3 separate regions of the Danio rerio genome follow, and regions 1 and 2 are each linked to region 3. The links are chromatin contacts, called in public Hi-C and HiChIP or PLAC-seq maps. All regions are on one chromosome and are shown on one strand. The core of a region is the stretch at or near the end of the contact, and the rest is flanking DNA. Distances in the headings are between cores, read along the strand shown.

The links. A called contact is a pair of places that touch in the nucleus more often than the background predicts. HiChIP or PLAC-seq counts read pairs in DNA pulled down with a chosen protein or histone mark.
Region 1: an H3K4me3 HiChIP or PLAC-seq map of gastrula embryo shows a contact between it and region 3, with 7 times the contacts expected there. The contact joins the promoter of perm1a here to the promoter of her9 in region 3. A contact is called at or near these places in 2 of 18 Hi-C or Micro-C datasets (embryo and hematopoietic stem cells) and 3 of 4 datasets of contacts at active chromatin or transcription factors (caudal fin, embryo and gastrula embryo).
Region 2: a Hi-C map of an unstated tissue shows a contact between it and region 3, with 2.3 times the contacts expected there. The contact joins the promoter of plekhn1 here to the promoter of her9 in region 3. A contact is called at or near these places in 1 of 18 Hi-C or Micro-C datasets (an unstated tissue) and 1 of 4 datasets of contacts at active chromatin or transcription factors (embryo).

The regions. Positions count from the first base shown.
Region 1 is chr23:26,198,640-26,201,489 of GRCz12tu, forward strand. perm1a (PPARGC1 and ESRR induced regulator, muscle 1a) reads right to left here and starts at 1,287. Exons shown (of 4, transcript XM_692681.8): 1 at 1,038-1,287.
Region 2 is chr23:26,169,862-26,172,561 of GRCz12tu, forward strand. It overlaps plekhn1 (pleckstrin homology domain containing, family N member 1), which reads left to right and starts at 1,303. Exons shown (of 16, transcript XM_692642.9): 1 at 1,303-1,516. The coding sequence starts at 1,443. The region is part of intron 3 of LOC141380491 (a long non-coding RNA gene); the gene reads right to left.
Region 3 is chr23:26,338,887-26,341,946 of GRCz12tu, forward strand. It overlaps her9 (hairy-related 9), which reads right to left and starts at 1,708. Exons shown (of 4, transcript NM_131873.1): 1 at 1,369-1,708; 2 at 1,148-1,243; 3 at 970-1,057; 4 at 1-859. The coding sequence starts at 1,476. The coding sequence ends at 276. All of the region lies in intron 3 of LOC137489184 (a long non-coding RNA gene), which reads right to left.

The DNA of each region.
Region 1 (2,850 bases), core at 37-2,536, 140 kb before region 3:
CAAAATAGGTAAATAAAAAATAGTAAGCAGGCAGATGATGGCATGACACTGAATGATATAAAATGGCTTAATCAAATGATTATATTAGCGGAGTTCCAGGAGTTGGACTGGGCTGATAAACAGTATTATATCAAATCACAATAAAATTTGTCAATGACAATGATGAGCTCTGGACTTTTTTATTCTTTATTAATCTAAGAGCCAATCACACAGCAGAAATGTGCAACAATGGGAATGTAAAAGTGAGCTGATATTACAGATGTGCCTAATTTTCGGCCACCAAAAATGTATCGGCCTAAAATGCTATGTCATTTTTTGGACCCTCTAGGTTTCGTGGCTTCAGTCATTGTCGGGTACTCTTTTAAATCTGGAAGCATCTGGAATATTTGTTTTTATCGTTCAATATGGAAAATAATTATCGAGATTTCATTTTTGCCATATTTTTCTCTATAGGGGTTTTCTCTATTTTTACTTTGACTTCAAAGTAAAGCATGTTCCTAAATTCTGGCAATCCTTTAGTACGTTCAACTTAAATCTATTAAACCAATATTTTTTCAGAAACAAATTGCACTGAAGCTTAAAAATATAACACAAACAACTGATCATGAGCAAAAAAATACAGAAAAATATACTATATAATATATGCTAACAGAATAATCCATATTTAATTATTTACATACATTATTTATAAAAAAAGTAAAATTCATTATTTTATACAGTATTTTGCTATAAGATTTATTGTAATATTAAATAACAATGTGATAAAATCTAAAGACTCCATTCAATCTGTTTTATGAGCTCAGATGTAATCAGAACACACATAATTGAAGATAATACAAATTCAAACCTTAGAATATTGTAGAAACTATATTAAACAAGTGCATGTTAATGATCAAAATTAATCACAAACTAAGTCACTGGTAAAGCTGCATGCATGGAGAGCGAAGTATGCAAAATCCACATTCATTCGTTTATACATTCTTCTTTGGTATGCACACTAATATTAAACTAATACTAAGAAGAAATGCATACAGTACCTGTTCAACAGTGTGAACGTGTAGAAATCCCAGGGAAGTTACACTTTCACACCACTTCAGTGGTTTGAGGCATATTAAATGCCCTCTGGAGTGTGTCCTTCTGAGTAAGAGCGCTACACCGCAGGCCCTACGATTTGTTATATATATAGAACAGCCGTTACACATCACGTAATACACGTACTACTCTCCATCTCTCTCACTGACACCTTCCACCAGACAAATGTGTACACTGAAAGGCCAGCAGCTTTGTGTTTGGCAGGCCTTTGCTAAAAATCTGAAACTACTGTTGCTATGCTAGTTTTGTTTGCTGTAGAAATCACTGCATATTCTTCCAGAAGTATGAGTGGTTGTGTAAAATGTGTCAAAGAAAGAAATAAAGGCAGGATGGATACATTTTTAGACCCTTCTCTATTAGTTATAGAGATAGTTGTTATAGAGATCAGCTCTATTTGGAATACATAAACTGTCTTCCAACAAAAATCATGTTTTGTCAAAAGTCATCGAACACTGATGTTTAGTTTCAACTTTGAAATAAATTGAACCAAAAAAGTAACAGTATGTCCTTTTCTGTGCAATTTATTTTTATATTCAAACTGAACATCATCATTAAAGATTCAATGGACCCTTTTCACATTTCCGGGTTTCTCAGTAGCAGAAGTCGTCGTACTTGGGTAAACTTTGAACACAGTGAATCGGAGAGTGCAACAAATATATATATTTTTACAATCCTATTTGCTGAAATCATTAAAAAAAAATGCCACATTGGTGTTATCAAGCCTTTCAGAAAAATGATGACTTCAGCCAGAGGACAGAATAACCTCAAATTTACACTCTGAATTAATGAGTTATGCTGAATTAGAAAAATCTTGCATAAGTGGTCATTTGTTTTGGTAATTTGACACAAATATGATATAGTACCTTCATAAATCATATAAATGTTTATATGTTTTTTTTTAAATCGAAATATTAAAAACTTTTAATGATTAAAGATTATGATGACCGTTAAACACGTCATAACAGTCTTGTGAAAACGGTCCATTAATTTACAAAATTTTTTCGATTAATGAATATTTTCAATTGTTGTAATTGAAAATCAGGGTTTTTCCACCTCATTTTAATTTTGTAACTCTTCTGAGGTTAAAATGTTGATATTGTGTTGTCTAAAAATAAAAAATAAAAACATGCCTAAAACATAATATCTCTTGTGAAATGACACTTTTATTTTACATTTATGACCCTGTGATTCATTTGTGAACTTTAACTTTGTGTCTTATGCTGCATGTATTGTACTGTATGGTTTTGTCAGTATTGTCAAAATTAAAGATTTGATATTAAGCCACAAATTTGAATAGTAAGTAAAGAACATGCTCCATGAAGACATTTAGTAAATTTCCTACTGTAAATATACAAACATTTTTTTTTATAAATAATGTGCATCACTAAGCATTCCATTTAAATCCTCCATTTCCATTTTATCTTGGCCAAACATTGTCTTATCCTAACAAAGTATACCTCAATCGAAAGCTATTTATTCAGATTTCAAACTATTTATTCAGACACTTTTGCCCAGATAGCAAAATTCATGTGGCTCAAATCCAGCCCACACCAAACACTTACATCCAGCCCACATACCACATGGAATGATTGCACTTGGGTGATATGCTTATTTGGTCTGGGCCGAAAGAAGACCACCAATCCTGCATAACTGCTTAAAGCGACAAGTATAAAAGCCTCGTCTGTTCGCAGTCAGCAAAGGTGCACAATGTGGCACCTTGCGTAATTATTAATTCAGCTTTACATCCGGCCCCCACAC
Region 2 (2,700 bases), core at 53-2,552, 170 kb before region 3:
CACATCTCTAAAGATATCTTTGCTATGATGACAGTAAACAATATTCTATTAAATATTTTATAAGGCAGCTTGAAGTGACATTTAAAGGTTTAACTAGGTTAATTAGGTTAACTAGGCAGGTAAAAATCGAAAAAAAATACAGCTTAAAGGGGCTAATAATGTTGACCTTAAAATGGACACACACACACACACACACACACACACACACACACACACACACACACACACACACACACACACACACACACGCACGCACACGCACACACACACACACACACACACACACTTAAAATCAGAAATATTAGCCCCCCCTTTGATTTTTTTTTTATAATTCCAACTTCAACTTTATGTATGTTTATTACATGCTCCATTTAAAGTTTATATTGTATTTGATGGAATATGTTTATGAATGTCGATTTTGCAAGTAGTTCAATTAGTATTATTCATTTAACCTTAAAAACTATTAACTTTTTTCTGCTCTTAAAAAAAAAAAGGGTAAATAATTTTGAGATTTATTAACTGTCATATATTTACACAGCTGGAAAAGTAAATAATAGTCCTCATCCATATTTTTTTATTTATGTAAATTCATAATTATAATTATATTAATTTTTAAGTTCTATTTATAAAACAAATGTATGATTTTTTACCCAACAAAAAAACGAGTTAATATCTCTAATATAATTATTAACTAAAAAATTCTCACTTATAAAATTTAAAACACTATGAACTATTTTAGTTTATTTTATTTCTTACAGAAATTATTCACCACACAGACTTTAGTTTCTAGCATCATTCGTTATTTTAGTGGCTAAATAAAAATAAATAATACTATTGTGAATATACTAACAATACAAATTATTTTTATACTTTTATTTGCATAATTTTTAGTGTTCCTGAACTTTTCAAATTGCACAAATAACAAATTTCCAGCCATCTTAAGTGAATTACTAACAGTAAATCAGGTGTCTAAATAAAACAATCATCCTGTAATAAGTATTGAGAGTCAGACCATGTCCAGACATGTTGCTGTGACCTCTTAAATGACACCATCAGGCTTCATTCATTCAACCCTTAATGCTTCATCAAAGTGCACAAAACATTCAAATCAGTGCCATTTGCTTCTAAAAGGTGTGAAAAAGCACACGTTGCCCTTTGTCATCAGGGCTTCATTTAGTGAGTGGATCTCACGCTGAAGGTGTGAACTTCGTGGCTCAGTCCCGTCCCGTCCTCTCCTTTAAATCTCCACCCACACACACTCGCTCTCCCCCTCATACACTCCTGCTCACGGTCTGCTGTTTCAGTATCAGTCTGGTCTCTGTGCTGAACACTTACTCATTCACTTGGCTCCTGGGAGGTTGGATTACAACTATTGATCTTGCAGACAAAAACACCCGGACTCTCTCATCCAGGAGCTATACACACACTAAACCAGGATCAACATGGGGAGTAGTATGTCATGCGTCCCCCAACACAACTTCAGGTTCTCCAGCAAGAGCTTTATACGCAGGAACAGGTAAAAAAACAACAACAAAGTTTTGAAAGTATGAATGTAATTCAGACTAAAGGAATCTCACGTAAACGGTTGATTTAATGTTCAGTTTAAAATGTAATAATTAAAGATAATTAATATTATAGGTCATTCTGTCAAAGTTCAAAACGGACGTTTTTGCTTGCTTTTATTTTGAAAATGTTAGCAGACAAGTTTATATTCTAAGAAAATTACCCTTAAGTTTTGAATATATAAATATATATATAGTATATTACGGTTATTAAGTTTTGATATTGTAAAGAACAAACAATATATTATGTTTAAAGGATGTTTTTCATTCGTAAAACATTTTTTTAATTACTGTAAGAATGTTTTCTTAGATGCTTTTTCTAATATTCTCAATCAGCTGTCTCAATTCTCTATTCTCAATCTTCAAAAAACATACATTTGTTTCAAGAAAACTTAGGTTGTATGAGAAAATGGTTATATTTAAAGTGTTGTCCTTACATTTCGACAAGTTTATACTCTAAGAATATTTTCCTATTGTTTTGATTATAATATATATATATATATATATATATATATATATATATATATATATATATATATATATATATATATATATATATATATATATACATACAGTAAATTAGGTGTCTATATATAAAAATAGTTAATTAAGTTTTGATCATGTCATAAACAATAATATATTATGTTTTAAGGATGTTTTTCATTGGTAAAACATTTTTTTAAAGTTGAAGTAATGAGGTATTTAATGAACTCATCAGTTCAAAACTCTTTTCAAATGAGTAAAATTACTTTCAGTAAATTTTTTGTTAAATACACTTATTTCATTTGATCAAGTTGACTGCTGGGTTTTACATTGTTCGAAATAGTCAAAAACATACATTTATATTGTGAGGAAATTTAGGTTGTATGAAAAAAGGTTATAATCGAAATGTCGTCTTTACAATTTGATTATGTTTTGAAAAAATATATATTTTAAAAACTTTTAAAACATAAAAAAACAAAAGTTAAGTGTTAAGAAAACTTTCTAAGAACATAAACATATAAATTACACTATCATTCTGTGAATATTTATCTTCTTAATTAAATTGCTGAGTAACATTCATTCCTGAGGATGCTTAAATAGGAAATTAGACAAAGTTACTGATTAAAAGTAATTTTCTGTATAGGACAGAAGCTGT
Region 3 (3,060 bases), core at 458-2,957:
AAACACTCATCATGAAAAGAACAAGGAAGCTTTGGCATGATACAGTCTTTTACAAACTTTGTACAAAACTAAACTCTTTGATTTAAAAAAGTACTTTATAAACATTAAGTGTTATTCTGTTGTATTCACAACAGCACATTCATTAACAACATCCAAATATTGGAATCAGCTAACAAACACTTGCCCAACAAAAGGTCAACAAAGTCCCTTAGAACGGAACTGAACGTATATTCTTCACCATGAAAACTTTATAAGTTCATATGAGATGCGCAAGTCTACCAGGGTCTCCACACCGGCTCATTGCTTTCTGCTCCGGCACTGACACCAACGGGACTGACGGCTTGTGGAACGCCCGAGAAGGAGGTCATTCCCTGGACAGGAGATGCGACCGTGGGAGCCGAGCTGGCCTGGACGGGACTGGCGTTGACAGTTACTGGAACGCTTGCGTTTGCGTACAAGGGAATGACTGGAGTTGTAGCAGAAGCAAACGCTGGGTTGGGGATAAGAAAAGCAAACTGTCCGTCCGTGGCTGGCACCAGCTGGAATCCTCCAAAGACTTTTGGTGAGACCGCTTCTGAAGGACTGAGTTTGGAACCCATTGAGGCGCCGTTGATGGGTAACGTTGAAGGAAGCTGCACGTGAAGAGGCTGAGCCAAATGAGCCTGTTGAGCGGGGGCAGGCTGAGGGTAGTTCATGGCCATCATCTGTCCCATACAACCGGACAGGTGGTTAAGAAGTCGCGATCTGACCTCTGTATTCACTCCCTCGCAGGTAGAGAGAAATCGAGTCACCTCGTTCATGCACTCGTTGAATCCTGCGCGGTACTTGCTGAGGACGTTTGTGTCAGCTGACAAGGCTGCTGGTAAACAAAGATAAAACGTATTTAGATTGTGTATTCAGGAAATTAAATTGCGTTTTTAAAAGCACGTTAAAAGTTTATCATCTTGAGGAATCTGACTTGCAACTTACCGCTCATCTGAACACGTTGTAAATTGCGCAGGTGCTTGACTGTCATCTCCAGAATATCAGCTTTCTCCAATTTAGAGTGTCTGGAGCTCTGTGAATGAGCAGAATTCGGTTAGAAACTGTTTCAGAATTACTAACGTCGGGTGACTGAAGCATGACAAGAGTTGTAGATAAAACTTACATCTTTTTTAAGAGCATCAAGAATGAGAGTCTTCAGCTGCCCAAGGCTCTCGTTGATTCTCGCTCTGCGGCGCTTTTCCATGATTGGCTTTGAAGACTGCAGATGAAATGGAAAATTAATTAATTTACGTAATTAAAAGACATTCTCTCTTTTTTTAGAATAACTGATGCAGCTGTCATTCTTCTAAAACAATATGCAATCGCATTATAAGTGATTTTTACCTTTCTATGCTCGCTGGCATTCTTTGGCTTGTCAGGAGTATGAGATCCACTGGCAGGGGCACCAGCAATAGGTGATGCTGTCTGCTTCTCCATATTATCGGCTGGCATGATCAAACACCAAAGTTGAGTCCGGTAGAAGCCAAAAAGTGAATATATTCCGTGTGTGGTTTAAAAAAAAACAACAGGAACGGGCTCTTAGGATTAGATGCGGAACGTAGCCAAGATCTCGGGACGATCACGAGAGAGAGTGTGAGTCCCTCTTATCAGCTTTATGACTTATAGTCGGGAGGCTGTCATATGAGGACACGAGCGTGTGTGTGGCGCAGCGCTTCAGAGGGCAAGTCGAATCTCCCACTGCCACACGCCAGCGGTATTTATAGATAGATCGCATGCTCCCAGTTCGTGTGAAACCCTCTCTGCATTCTTTCCCACACTCGCTTCAGCCAATAGGCGCGCGGACTCACCCATTGGGCGCGGGCAGACTGCTGATTGGACAACACCCCCGCGGGCTGTCAGTCACGCGCTGCTCAATCAGCCCTGGAGGGACAAACAACAAAGAGGCGAGTGCAGTCGGCCTGGCTGTGAAGTGATAAGGGGAATTGGGGGAATACTCTTGCTGTTTGCCACCAACGTTTTTTTTTCAGAGCTGAATCACGTATTTCTGCATTCACATACTGCGCGGCCAACATTCCTGCACACTTCATTTCGGAAAAAGGAAAACTAATAAATAATGATCTGTTTATCAAAATTAGGCCTATATATCTATAAAACGTCGGAGAACATGTTACTTATTTTATTAGGATATTGAATCTCTCTACATTTCAATTGCATAATAAATATTTAAAAAAAATATTGCAAACTGCCATTTGCTATAAGAAAGTTTGGACACTTATTAGACTTCTTGCATACTTAATATTGCAATGTATATTATTCTAACTATTGATGATATTCAGGGACACATGGACAAGCATAGCCAATCTTTTATTATTATTATTATTATTATTTACATTATGCATAATAATAAAAGTTCAAATCCAATCACTACAGAAAGAAAATAAGACTGAAAAAACTTGAAGGATCTAGTTGCGCTTCAAAGAAGCAAACAGCTGTACAGGCACGCGAGGCGGTTCGAAGCAGCACGCAGGAAACCAATGGGAAGCTCGCCGCTTTATGCAAATCTAGCAAAGCTTCGCCTTATTGGCTGGGTGAAGATCTTACGCGTCAATCATTCCAGCAGTGCAGAAGGCAGAGAGCGCGCGGGGGAGGCGTTGCTACATCTGTCCGCGTGCCAGCCAGTCTGCGCGCCCGCTCACTGCACCGCTGCGTCCCTTGAGCACGTGCCGCTGCTAAACTCGCAGGCTGCGGGCTACAGCGAGCAAAGTCGCCGCTGCTTTTATTCTTGACGAATTATGAACTCATGTTTGTTCTTTTTGAAATTCGGCTTGTTTTTTTTTCTGTTCATGTTTGTTGGCGTGTTTAAAGAGGCTTAAGAAATTGCAATAAATGAAACACATAATAACACAGTTTAACATTTTTGCACGTTTATATAAATATAAAAGCCATGAATGAAATGCATGAAACACCAATTTCCAACTATGCCTATGCATTTTGCAAATTTTATAAAACCTTTTTCGAGTTCTGTAATGGGCTATTTTCATTATAGTATTTTATTTCCAACATTTTAAGAATGGT